Linked DNA regions of Podarcis muralis: region 1 is linked to region 2. A link is a contact called in public Hi-C data. All regions are on one chromosome and are shown on one strand. The core of a region is the stretch at or near the end of the contact, and the rest is flanking DNA. Distances in the headings are between cores, read along the strand shown. Region 1 holds the start of ZNF292 (zinc finger protein 292). Region 2 holds the start of AKIRIN2 (akirin 2).

What was found. Hi-C and Micro-C count contacts between places; a contact is called where the count stands out from the background.
Region 1: a contact with region 2 is called in a Hi-C map of tail, with 1.9 times the contacts expected there. The contact joins the promoter of ZNF292 here to the promoter of AKIRIN2 in region 2. A contact is called at or near these places in 2 of 3 Hi-C or Micro-C datasets (blood and tail).

The regions. Positions count from the first base shown.
Region 1 is chr3:79,496,846-79,502,636 of rPodMur119.hap1.1, forward strand. It overlaps ZNF292 (zinc finger protein 292), which reads right to left and starts at 1,615. Exons shown (of 8, transcript XM_028722918.2): 1 at 1,387-1,615. The coding sequence starts at 1,566. It overlaps CGA (glycoprotein hormones, alpha polypeptide), which reads left to right and starts at 1,664. Exons shown (of 5, transcript XM_077926177.1): 1 at 1,664-5,775. The coding sequence starts at 5,746.
Region 2 is chr3:79,319,650-79,325,583 of rPodMur119.hap1.1, forward strand. AKIRIN2 (akirin 2) reads left to right here and starts at 4,438. Exons shown (of 5, transcript XM_028722943.2): 1 at 4,438-5,148. The coding sequence starts at 4,941.

The sequences.
Region 1 (5,791 bases), core at 365-2,864, 170 kb after region 2:
ACTCCCTATTCACTATGTATACAGAGGGACAAAAACTGAATGTGATCCATTATTATAGGCCTAAATTTAAAAAATAACATTCTGACCTAGAAAAAGAAACTTAGTAACAATTAATTAAATTCCACCCAACACAGCGGGATTTTCTTTTGAGCAAACATGCACAGAAATAGAAAGCTGTCTTATACCAAGTCAGCCATACACACGAGTGGTAAACAAAACACAAACCTTGGTTTACTACTCGTAGTTTAGAAAGAAACCAATCATGAGTTCGGGTTCAGACATAACATTAAGACCAAACTATGGCTTAGCATCCGGAGTAAGACATTTCAACAGCATGCCACTTAGGTGAATGATACTTTAAGTGACACGAGAACCAGGCCAATATGTTATTTTTCTGTGATTGTATCAAAAAGTATCTGTTTCAAGCATGATTGTTTCAAGCAGTTCATGTCTTCCATTCAAATATGTAAGTTTTGAACTAAGTGGATTTCTGAAATGACAGTTTCCCAATCGACAAATTGGCGGAAACAGACATTTGATGGGCAAGACATTTGTGGAAAGAGCAATAGTGTGCATCCTGAGCAAACACTACAAATACCATGTTCGTTTAGAGTAACCTGATTTAATTGACAAAATCCAAGGGCAGTTGGAAAGATCGTTCAACCACAACAACACTGGCTTAAAGATACTCCGGAAACCCTGATCACTGGACTGACTCTTCCTATGCTCGTCTATGGGGGTATCATATGAAGGGAGCCTTACGACTAAGCCTCCCGGTGCGCTACTGTGGAGCAGATGCGCGCTAGCTCCCATGGGCAAGCTGGTGGTTATATTGAAATATTTGTGGCATAGGGGGGAACCGGGGCAGGACTTCCTTCTCTGGCACCTGGAGCATGAGTCCTCGAGATACAACCGAGCGGGTGAGGGAGCCCCCATAGCCAGCCCCTTCCCTCGCTTCCTCCCGCTGGAAGAAGCCACCCTTCCCCTCCCCTCCTCCACGCTCCGGCTTATTGCTGGGCCAGGGGCACGGGCTCTCCGCCGCCGCCATCAGCAGACAAAGGCCCCTCCAGACCCGAGGCGGCGGCGGCGGCAGCAGCAGCAGCAAAACAAAGGGGCCGAGTCGAAGAGGGAGCCGCGTGGGGGGTGGGGAGCTGCCGGGAAGACAGGTTGTGGGGGGAGGGGATTCCGGGCCCGCGATGAACTCCCCTCCCGGCGAGGGGGGCGGGCCACTTCTGCCCGCCCGCTCCCTCCCTCAGAGCCAGTTTCAAGGAGGAGAGCAGCAGCAGCAGCGCGGCCCAGTTCCTTCCTGCTCCCGCTGGAGGAGGAGGAGGAGGAGGCAAGGAGAGAGAGGACCCTCCCGCCTGCCCGCCCCGGCCCCGTCCTGACCTGGCAGAGCTGCTGACAGTACTCGGCGGCCGCCTCCACGGTGGGCTCCCGGCTCTCCCGCAGCCCCGTCTCCAGCTCCAGCAGCCGCCCCTTCAAGCGCCGCATATCCAGAGGGAGGAGGCCGCTCTCGCCGCCAGGGCCGTGGCTGCCGCTGTCCTGCTCGGCCTCCTCGTCCGCCATCTTCGCACCCCGCTCCGTCGCGTACGCAGCCCCCCTCCCCCCACCCTACCACCACTACCAACCAACCGCCACCGCACTCGCGAGCCCTCCCTCAACGGCCCACCTACCCCCCCCTCAACTCTCCCCGCGCGCGCGCGCGCAGGCGCGAGCCCCGTAAAGAGGGGTCACGTGATTACACAATACCACGTTCCGGGGAGGGGGAATCACGTGCGGGATCGAAGGGGAGGAGAGTTCGAACAGGCAGTTCGCCCGCTCTTTACCCGTCCTCCCCCCCCCCCCCGCATTCGCAGAGGGGCTGGGAAACGTGGGCTAGTCCTGTCACGTGCGTCTGCCGGCGCGCGCCTAGTGGCACAAATAGCCTCGCGGACTTTTTTTTTGGGGGGGGGGAGAGACGGCAAGGAGGCAGGACGTCAACCGAAGAAGTGTTTCAGTTTCGCTCGCGGTCTGCCTGGTTTGGAGCGGCTTCGCTCCCTTGCACAGGAAGAGGCGGCGCCGCCACCGCAGACTTCAACGAGCAAGCGGCGCGCTTCTCGCCCGCTTCCGTTTGCCCCTCTTTTCTCTCCCTGGACACGCGCACCTGGCTGCCAAGTTTCTCGCCCCTCCGTCTGCGAGGGAGGCCAGGTGTTACGCAGCTAGGAATCCAAAAACCGACGCGCATTTATTGCTAGTCCGCAACTTCCGAAACTGTTCGACACGGCAGCTGTTTAAGCTTTGGGGAAATTATTTTAAATACAAACTATCCTTTTAAGAAAAATAAAGGAACAAACATCCGTCGAATTTATTTATTTGTTTACTTCCCGCCCTCCACCCTAAGGCAGGAGGGCCAGTGATGCAGCCCACACACTTATTTGAATGGCAATGGTCATCAACTTCGGGGGGTGGGGATCTGGCCCTTTCAAATATTGTATTGGGGTGGGGGCGAAGGAACCTCAGCCCCTAGGAGCTGGCTGCTATGCCTAAGGTCCCAGAGCAAGATACAGTATAAAAACAGCATTGAGAACAATTTTAAACTTGCAAAGGTGGGTGCTAAAAACATTCACCTTTGCAAATATGACCTTTGCTTTCTATAGGTACGTTGAATTTTGAAGCAGCACGTGTAGGGGTGAGGTATTTAGCTTTTTATTTTAGCATATTCAGAGCTAATTTAGATTTAGAAAATGGTATGAGGGAGAGGGTTTTTTAAACTTCCTTCCCCACAGCTGCTTTTAGGTGGGGAAAGAGTTGGGAGTTGTAATTATGCATCCTATATTTGGGGGTGGCGCAGGACATTTTGTCGCCCCTGCAACACCATTCACCATCCTGCAGAACCAGGGCCCCTCCCTGGCCCCACCGTCACACCTGTACTGCTGCCAGTCCCGCCACTGCAACTGCCACGATGCAGTAGCAGTTTGGTGAGGGATGGTTGTGAGGACAAGGGTACTGTGGCACAGACAAAGCCACAGTGGGGCTGGAAGCACCACAATGGGGCTGATGGCGGTGCAGTGGCAGGGGTTGAATCTGCTGGCCTGTATGAGATCTATTTTGGTCATCCTGCTAATAGATCCTGCTAACAGGCCTTCGTTCCCACAAAATGGGCGTACTGGTTTCTCTAAACAGAGATACCAAAGAGATAGAAACAGAAATGAAAAGGCTCTGACACCCTTGCTGGCTTTGTGTAACAACTTTGCAAGGCACTTTAGGGAGAAAATCACTCAGATTTTGACAGCTGGATCGCATTCAAATCAAGTCTAACAAAGTTGTCTAGAGCACTGTCTGCTCCATCGCTACTGGATCAGTTTACATTATTGCAGCCTGAGGATGGGACAACCTGCTTGAAGACATGTGGCCATCCACCTGCCACCTTGACCCTTGGCATTCTGGCTTCTTCAGGGGGTTGCCCGTGGGGGGGGGGGTCCAGAAAGTGATTAATGTTTTAATGAAAAAGGTGCCACCTGCCTTGAAGGAGGCAGTGGTGTGTCTCCTTGGTAAGAAGACCTCACTGGATCCAGAATTGTTAAAATAACTATTGTCTGATGGCAAATATCCCCTTTTGAGGCAAGGTGCTTAAGAAGGTGATGGTGGTCCAGCTTCAGGAAGGAAACTAATTACTTGGATTTGTTCTACTCTGCCTTCAGGCCTTGTCATGACACTCAAATTTCCTTGGTCACCCTGAGTGATGATATTTATCAGGAGAGAGATGGGGAGAGTGCAACGCTGTTCATTCTCAATCTGTTGGTGGCTTTTGATACTGTTGACCACAGTAGCCTTCTGGAGCAGAAGTATCTTTCTGGTTCACCAGAAACAACCCCTTTTGGACATAAATAACCTGGCCACTGTAATACATTCTCTGGTAACTTACATACTTAGGATGACTTGGAAATGTCAAGTGGTTCAAAATGCAGCAAGCAGATTAGTGGCTGGGCTTCCAATTAGATCTCACATAACCCTTGTTTTAAAACTGCTGCATTGGTTGCCAGTTCATTTCCAGGCTTAGATCCAGATGCTCACATTAGCGTTTAAAGCCCTACAGACCCCCTCAGGGGGGAGAGGAGGCCCTATTAGTTGTTCCATTTCTCAGAAGCTGTAAAGTAAATAGTAGAGGTAGACTCTGCCTTGTAATATTATTTCTTTATCCACATATGTCTTTCATTTGGCCTTTATTGAGTAGATCTTCTTTCACCAGTAAAAACATAAAACTATACAAAGTACATAAAAATGGTCTCTGCCCTGGCATTTTTACTGCTGCATTGTTTGTTCACAGATATATTTCCTTGTATTTTCCACCTAATTAATATTGGTAGCTGGAAGCCTTGAGAGGGAATTGAACTCCCCTGCTGTTCCATCACTGATTGCAAACTACAGGCATAGTTGCTGTTACGAGAATATTGATTTGAATGGGGTATTACATACATTGAACAGGGAAAAACAAAATTACTTGGAGTGCAAATGAAAAGCTAGATGCATAATAACATTTCACAAGTGGATTTTTAGAATAAAATGGGGAAAATAATAAGTGATTCTAAAATTAAGTTATTCTAGCAAAGGGAGTAACATAATGTTGCGAGTATAACCATTAGGTGCACTTCACGCAAAGTTTAGCACTTTGATTTGATTTTTAAAGATGGAAAATTGAGCATGCATTTAACTCTCACTGAAATAAATGGAATATAGAAGTGCTTAATGCTTCACTCAATTATTCTAATACTTACTAAAATTTATTTTAACACAAACATCTGTCTTTAATATAATGCACATTTTGTATAAGAATTCCATATGGTCTGAAATTATCTTCAAATACAGGTCTATTGTAACCTACAGAAAATATGCTTCCCTACAATAGTGCTATCATGCTACCTGGCACTTTATTTTTTAAAAAGTTGCCTTACGTTGCAACCTGTTGTGGCCTCAAGGCCCCAAGGGGGGGGGGCTGGTTTGAAGAAGTGGCAATTACTAGAAGAGCAAATGGAATTATGGTAAGCTATGGTGGATCACAAAAGGCAAGGCAGTATCTTTTGCCAGGACCCTGGACAGATCACAAAGGCAAACATTAGTTGGAACTCACCCAAAGAGAGCTATTGTTTCTGCAGCCTGCTGTGACCTTTTCAAGATGCCATGATTTTCACCTGCTGTTAACCTCACCCATTCAGAAAAAACTGTGTTTCCTAAAGGCCAATTGCCTGAACCTGCAACCACTGGAAACTATGGTGAGGTCTCCGTGTGTGGGTCTTCTGTGTCTGAGGTGTCAGGTAAAGTCAAGCCCTCAGGTTTGGAAGGTTCTGGAGTGTGGGATGAAGGATCCCTGGGCAATACCTCTTCCCCTTCTGAGATGGAGATGGGGAGATTGAGACTAGAGACATGACACAGCCTGACACAAAAATCTGTGGGACTCGCGTGCACATGTGTAGAACTATGTACTAAATATAAATAGGTCTGAATAATTTACCGTACTTGAATAATGCTTTCAAAGAAATAGTGGCTTGAACCCTGTGTGTAGTTTTCCACTCATATAATCTCTCATCCACAGAAGTGAGGAAAGGCAGTTCCCTCCTGCAGCTCCATTTGGATGACTCTGCAACAATGTGAGAGGTGATGGAGGATGCTGTAGGGGGAAGGAGGAATTGGTGATAATTGCTTCCCCTTCCCTTCTGTCAGAGACAACCTCTGGACCACCAGCCATTCCATGAATGAAATGAATATGAAATGAAAATGTTGCAATATGAATCAAACAGGGTGAGTGCAAAAAGGA
Region 2 (5,934 bases), core at 3,188-5,687:
AGAAGACAAGAGTCTTATGAATTTAGGACTTAGTACTTGGGAAGGAGTGTTTCATGCCTTGTGATAATGCTCTGAAGGTGATGATAGTATTTTTAGGAAGCTTGTAAAATCAGTGTTCATCTGACTGAGTGGCTGATCCACTTTCTTGGCTTGCTTAGAATTGGGAGATAGATTTCCTGAGAGACTGGTATGGCTAAAAGAATAATAGGCGTCCAGACACAGACACATTTTCAAAGCACTACATAAAATTCATTAACAGTGCAGTCCTGCCCATGTCTATTCAGAAGTAAGTTCTGCTAAGTACAATGGGGGCTTGCTGCCAGGTTAAATGGCACATGATAGGAACCTAAAGCAAAAAAGCAATCCATAGCATCTTCCATCGGGCAAGATTAACAATGGAAAAATTGCTGCAATGCTCACTGGTTTTTAATTCTCAGCTTTAAATAGCACAATGTTGTGCATTTAAAGTCATTTTTCAATGTCTCTCTCCAAAGCACCTGTGTGAACAAAGACCAAGAACTCTGTGTTCTATCCTTGCCACTGTTATATTTTAAAATGCTGAGTTATGGTAAAGGTTGCCTTCGGTTGTCTCATTTTAATGGTAAGTCTGTTCTAGTCTAGAGAGCAGGCAGAGCTGATTAATGTATGATAACGGAAAGGGACACAGCTTTCTTCTTACAAGGCCATAAGTGAATCTGAAAGCTTTCCCCCACTTTTACAGTGCAATGCTGTGCATATGTACTCAGAAGAATTTGGTGGGATCTGTTCTCAGAAGTGTGCATAAGGCTGCAGTCCTTTTTATCCTTCCCAAAGGCCTGATTTCCATGTGAAAAAAATTGTGAAGGCTGTTTATACCAGTGCATCTTGTTGAACTTTGACAAGAAATATAATTGTCCACAACCACTATTCTACTATGCTTTCCAAGTATCACTGCTAGGTTTTTGCAAACATTACAGCTCTATATTGTAGTTGCAGCTCTATAGTGTGCTTATTAATTAAACAGACACCAATCGTATTATTATTAATTTGAATAGGTAGTTTCCAGAGCCCCATCAGGTTGAAGCTTTTAGTTCTAAATACTTTGCAAACAGAATTGGAAAATTATACAAATTTAAAGGCAGAAATTGCCTAATATGGTTTAACTACAGGCAACTCCCCATTTGTGCAGGGGTTGCGTTCAGCAGGATGAGCATAAACCCGCTCCAGGTGTCACTTATGCCTCAACTATGTGCAAATGGGGAGTTGGCTGCATACCTAATGGTTATTGACAACCTCTGATTTTGTATATGTGCTGCCGAAGTGAGCACGACCTCGTGATTTTGTTTCAACAAAGAATATCTTAGACATAACTTTAGAGTTACTTGTGGTGCCTTTGAGGTCACATGTGCATTATAAATGTGCCTTACATGGCTCAGGACCTCAATACCTTAAGGACTGCCTTTTCTCATATCAACCAACCCAGACCCTGTGCTTTTCACCAAAGGCCCTTCTCTATGTCTCCACACCCTGAGAGGTTCAGAGGGTGAGAACACAAGAACGAACCTTTTCTGTCATAATTCCCTGTCTGTGGAATGCTCTCCCCAGAGGGGCTCTCCTGGCACCATAATTACATGTTTTTAGGTGCCAGGCAAAAACATTCCTCTATACTCAGGCCTTTGGCCATTAAATAACCCATGCCCTATTAAAAGGGGGGGGGGGCTGTTATTATGATGCTTGACCTCACCCCCAAAGACTCACTCCTCCATTGCCTTCTGAAACAGATGCCAACCAATGTTGTCTATTCTTATGCTTTATGTTTTTATTATGCTCCTTTTCATGATGGCCTTTCATGGAAACAAATAAAGCAGTACAAAAATGCCTAAATAAAAAGTGTTGTTAGCACCCCAATGAAATTACACTTCGTCAGTGCATGGCCAAATCCTGGCCTTTAGCCAGAACCTGATACCTGGACATGTGTTGCTAGAACATGTCTTAACAATTCATTTGATTGAAGAACAAACCCATGTGAACAATACTTGGAACTCATCAGTTACAGCCAGACCTTCTTTGATTCAGACAGGCTTGTGCTTGTGTAAAGGGTAAATGGTAGCTGTGCTTCTTTGTGCAGAATCCTAGCCAGCATACTGGCAGGAAGATGGCTCGTGTATGTCACATTTCCATCTGGACTTTTGCCTCCCCTTGGGAGTTCTGTGGTAGTGGTGTGGGAAACCCCAGTAATGTGGAGATCTAATTATCACTGTCTGTGATTGTTTGACAGTGATCTCTGTACGGATATTTAATATTTATACAGGAAGCTAGGAAGGGGCATCTGCTGGCATCAGGGCTCCCTCCACTGGCATTAGATGCCAAAGGCCTAGCTTCCTGATCTCTAAACATGTTGTTAATATTGCTCATCTTCTGTATTCTTGCCATTAAATGATGAAATAAAATCAGCTGCTCAAGTATTGGTGCAATATTTAGTTGAGTATTAGACCTTGCGGCTCAAGCCTAATCATGACCTACTTACTGTTTCACCAATAATCAGTGCTTACACCATAAAATAAAAATCTGCTAGTTTGATAGCTCAGTTGGCCAGAGTGTGGTGCTGATAATGCGAAGGTTGCAAGTTCAGTTCCCATATGGGACAGATTCCTGCATTGCAGGTGGTTGGACTAGATGATCCTCAGGATCCCTTCCAACTCTACAATTCTATGAGTTCTAGTGGCATGGGAGAGGGAGAGAAAAAATGTTGAGTCTGGGGTGGGGACTGAGCTAGTATCTGCTGGATCTCGAGTCTGCTCCACGGTCACCTCTTGAAAGCATCAAGCCCGACTGCTGTGCCAGCTCCAGGCTTGCCACACTGCCTTCCAGCCTGGCTGGTATGATACAACTGCATTTGCACCCTATGTAGTTAGCTTGATTTGAGAAGATTAAGTGGCCCTTTCTATATTCCAGTTCAGAAAACCATAGCTCTTTCCTTGAATAGAATGGTGGGCAAGAACCAGGAAGTCCCTGACTTAAAATGTTTTCCCCAGCTTAAATTCACTACGTGACCATGGGGAAGCTTCCCACTCTCTCTCATAAAGTGGTATAGATATTAACTCTTCAAATCAAATATATTCACTTTTCAATTGCAATATGGGGACAATAATTTTGGCCTACTTTACAGGTTTGCTGTATTACTGAGAGAGCCTTTGTAAAATGTGATCAGTTGTTACATGCTATCATCTTTTCCGGGACGCAGGTGGCACTGTGGGTTAAACCACAGAGCCTAGGACTTGCTGATCAGAAGGTCAGTAGTTTGAATCCCCGCGACGGGGTGAGCTCCCGTTGCTCGGTCCCTGCTCCTGCCAACCTAGCAGTTCGAAAGCACCTCAAAGTGCAAGTAGATAAATAGGTACCGCTCTGGCGGGAAGGTAAACAGCATCTCCGTGCACTGCTCTGGTTTGCCAGAAGCGGCTTAGTCATGCTGGCCACATGACCCGGAAGCTGTACGCCGGCTCCCTTGGCCAATAAAGCGAGATGAGCATCGCAACCTCAGAGTCGGTCACAACTGGACCTAATGGTCAGGGGTCCCTTTACCTTTACCTTATCATCTTTTCCAGAGTAAGACTGTAGGTTCTATAATCACTCACTATAGCCCCCAGAGTGATGTATCTGGGGGGGGGGGGGATATGCTGCTCTTGGCTGGCCTTAAAAATAATGATACTGTATTGTTATCATCATTCAAAGAAATCAATTTACAGGCACACTATGTTTTTCTATCTGTACAATTATTAATGCTTTTGAGAATCAAATGTTTGTTTTCACAGATATTTGAATTTATTTCAGTCACTATTGGCATTTAAATTCAAACATTTTAAGAGCTGTATGTGTGATTTACGGTATTTCCTTTAATACAAAGTGTTGTCTAGAACGGTGAAGCCATCGGACAGTTGTTTTTTCTCCCCACCCCACTAGCTGGAGCACAGTCAAGAAGAGTATTATAAATGCGAATTTCTTCCTTTCGGGGATTTTTTCTTGTTCTTTCATTCATTCATCTTTTCCCACAATCTACTTCAGTGTTTCAGAGATAGCTGAACGAAACGCCATTTCTTCTGGACCAGATGTTATTATGGCTGATGTTATAATTAAGTACCACCAGCCATTTATAATTTCCGCAAACTAAGCTCCTTTCCCCGCTGCCCGGCTCCTTTCCTGCTACTCCCCATATTAAGAAGACCGCTTCCATTCCTTCACCCCGTTTCACTCGCATTCCTGAGGTACAGGGTTCTCTGCGGGGATTTAAATTCCACCCGGAAGTCATGTCCTTAGCGCCAAGAACGACGGGAAACGTAGTTCCCCGCTCCCCCCCTGCGCCCTTGCATCAAACGCCGGGAGGTGACCCTGAGAAAACCACAACTCCCCTGAACCTTTGCGGCGGGCGCCACCCCCGTGCCGCGCAGGCGCGTCGGCGAGGGATGGTTTTTTGAATCAGCGGCGTTGTTATTGACGCCATATTGCTGGTGTGGAAGAGTCACAGAGGCGCACGGCAGCTCCCGCCGCGGCTATCTCTCGTCATCGGCGGCCTCAGGCCGGGTAGCCTCCCGTCGTGCCGCTCCCACCGGCCTAGACACCCTCCCGGATTCGGCCCGGGGAGGATTTTCCGCGGGCGGAGCCAAGGAGTCCAGCCAAGCCGGGCCGAGAGCTCCGGGCCGCTCCCTGGAGACGCAGGCGGAGCCGGCGGCCGGCAGGCAGCAGAAAAGCCCAGGAGGCGCGTAGCAGTGGCGACCCCGAGCCTGACGCGGCGAGGCAGCGCCTGAAGCGCCTCCTCCGCCCCCCCCTTTCTCCTCCGTTCCCTCCTTCCCCCCCGGTCTCGTCAGCTCCTTCCGGCCCCGCTCGCTCGCTCTCTCGGTGGCGAAGGCCCAGCCGGCTCCGCTCCCTCAGCCTCTTCGTCGTCGTCGTCTTCCTCCACCTCCGCCATGGCCTGCGGCGCCACCCTAAAAAGGACTCTGGATTTCGACCCGCTCCTGAGCCCGGCCTCGCCGAAGCGGCGGCGCTGCGCCCCTTTGTCCGCTTCGGCGGCCGCCGCCTCCTCTTCCTCCGCGGCCTCCTTCGCCTCGTCCCCGCAGAAATACCTGCGCATGGAGCCTTCGCCCTTCGGGGAAGTGTCCACTCGCCTCACCACAGGTAAGCGGGGTCCCGAGGGGCGCCTAGGGCGGGGCACGGCGGGGGGGGGGGGGAAGAGACTAGGATAAGGGGCGAAGGCCGCCTCCCCCCTTTCTTGGCTTGCTTTTCATGAGTCCGCTTGGCTTCTCCCCCGTCGCCCCGCTTTCTCTTCCCAGCCACCTCCCTTCTCTGTCTCCCCCCCATTTTCCTCCCCCCCCCTCTTTTGGCTTCGCTTTCGCCGCGGAGTCGGCACAATGGAAATGGCCGCTCTCGCCGCGGTGGGGGCGGGGAAGTGGCAGCGATACGGGAGAGGCCGCAGAAAGGGGGTTGATAATGGGGCTGAGCCGGTGTAATGGGCGAAGAGGGGCGGGGAGACTCAGCCCCGCCGGGCTGCGTCTGGGAAAGGGGAATTTCTCTATTCAGCACCGCACCTTCCTCCCCCCCCCCCCCTTGGGGGAGAGAGGGCTGCTTGGCTCCTTGGCGTTTGACGGGGGTAATTGTATGTGTGCGGAGAGAAAGAGGAACCGAGAAATTATATCGCGAGGGAGGCGGGATCTTGGCCGGGAGAAATGTGTCTCTGTCTCTTTCTCCGTCTCTTTGCCCTTCTTTCTCTCCTCCCCGGTGCAGGCGATCGATTTGTTGCAGCCATTAAACTCTTGGGCGTATGTTGTCTGAGTCGAGGCGGCCGTGCCTCCGCCTTCCCGTTCAAACACCGGGGGAGGGCAGGGAGAGGGACGGAGCGGGGGCTGTCATCAATCACCCCAAGGTGGAGTGCTTGGGCGACGGCAGGGGCCGGTTCCACGATAA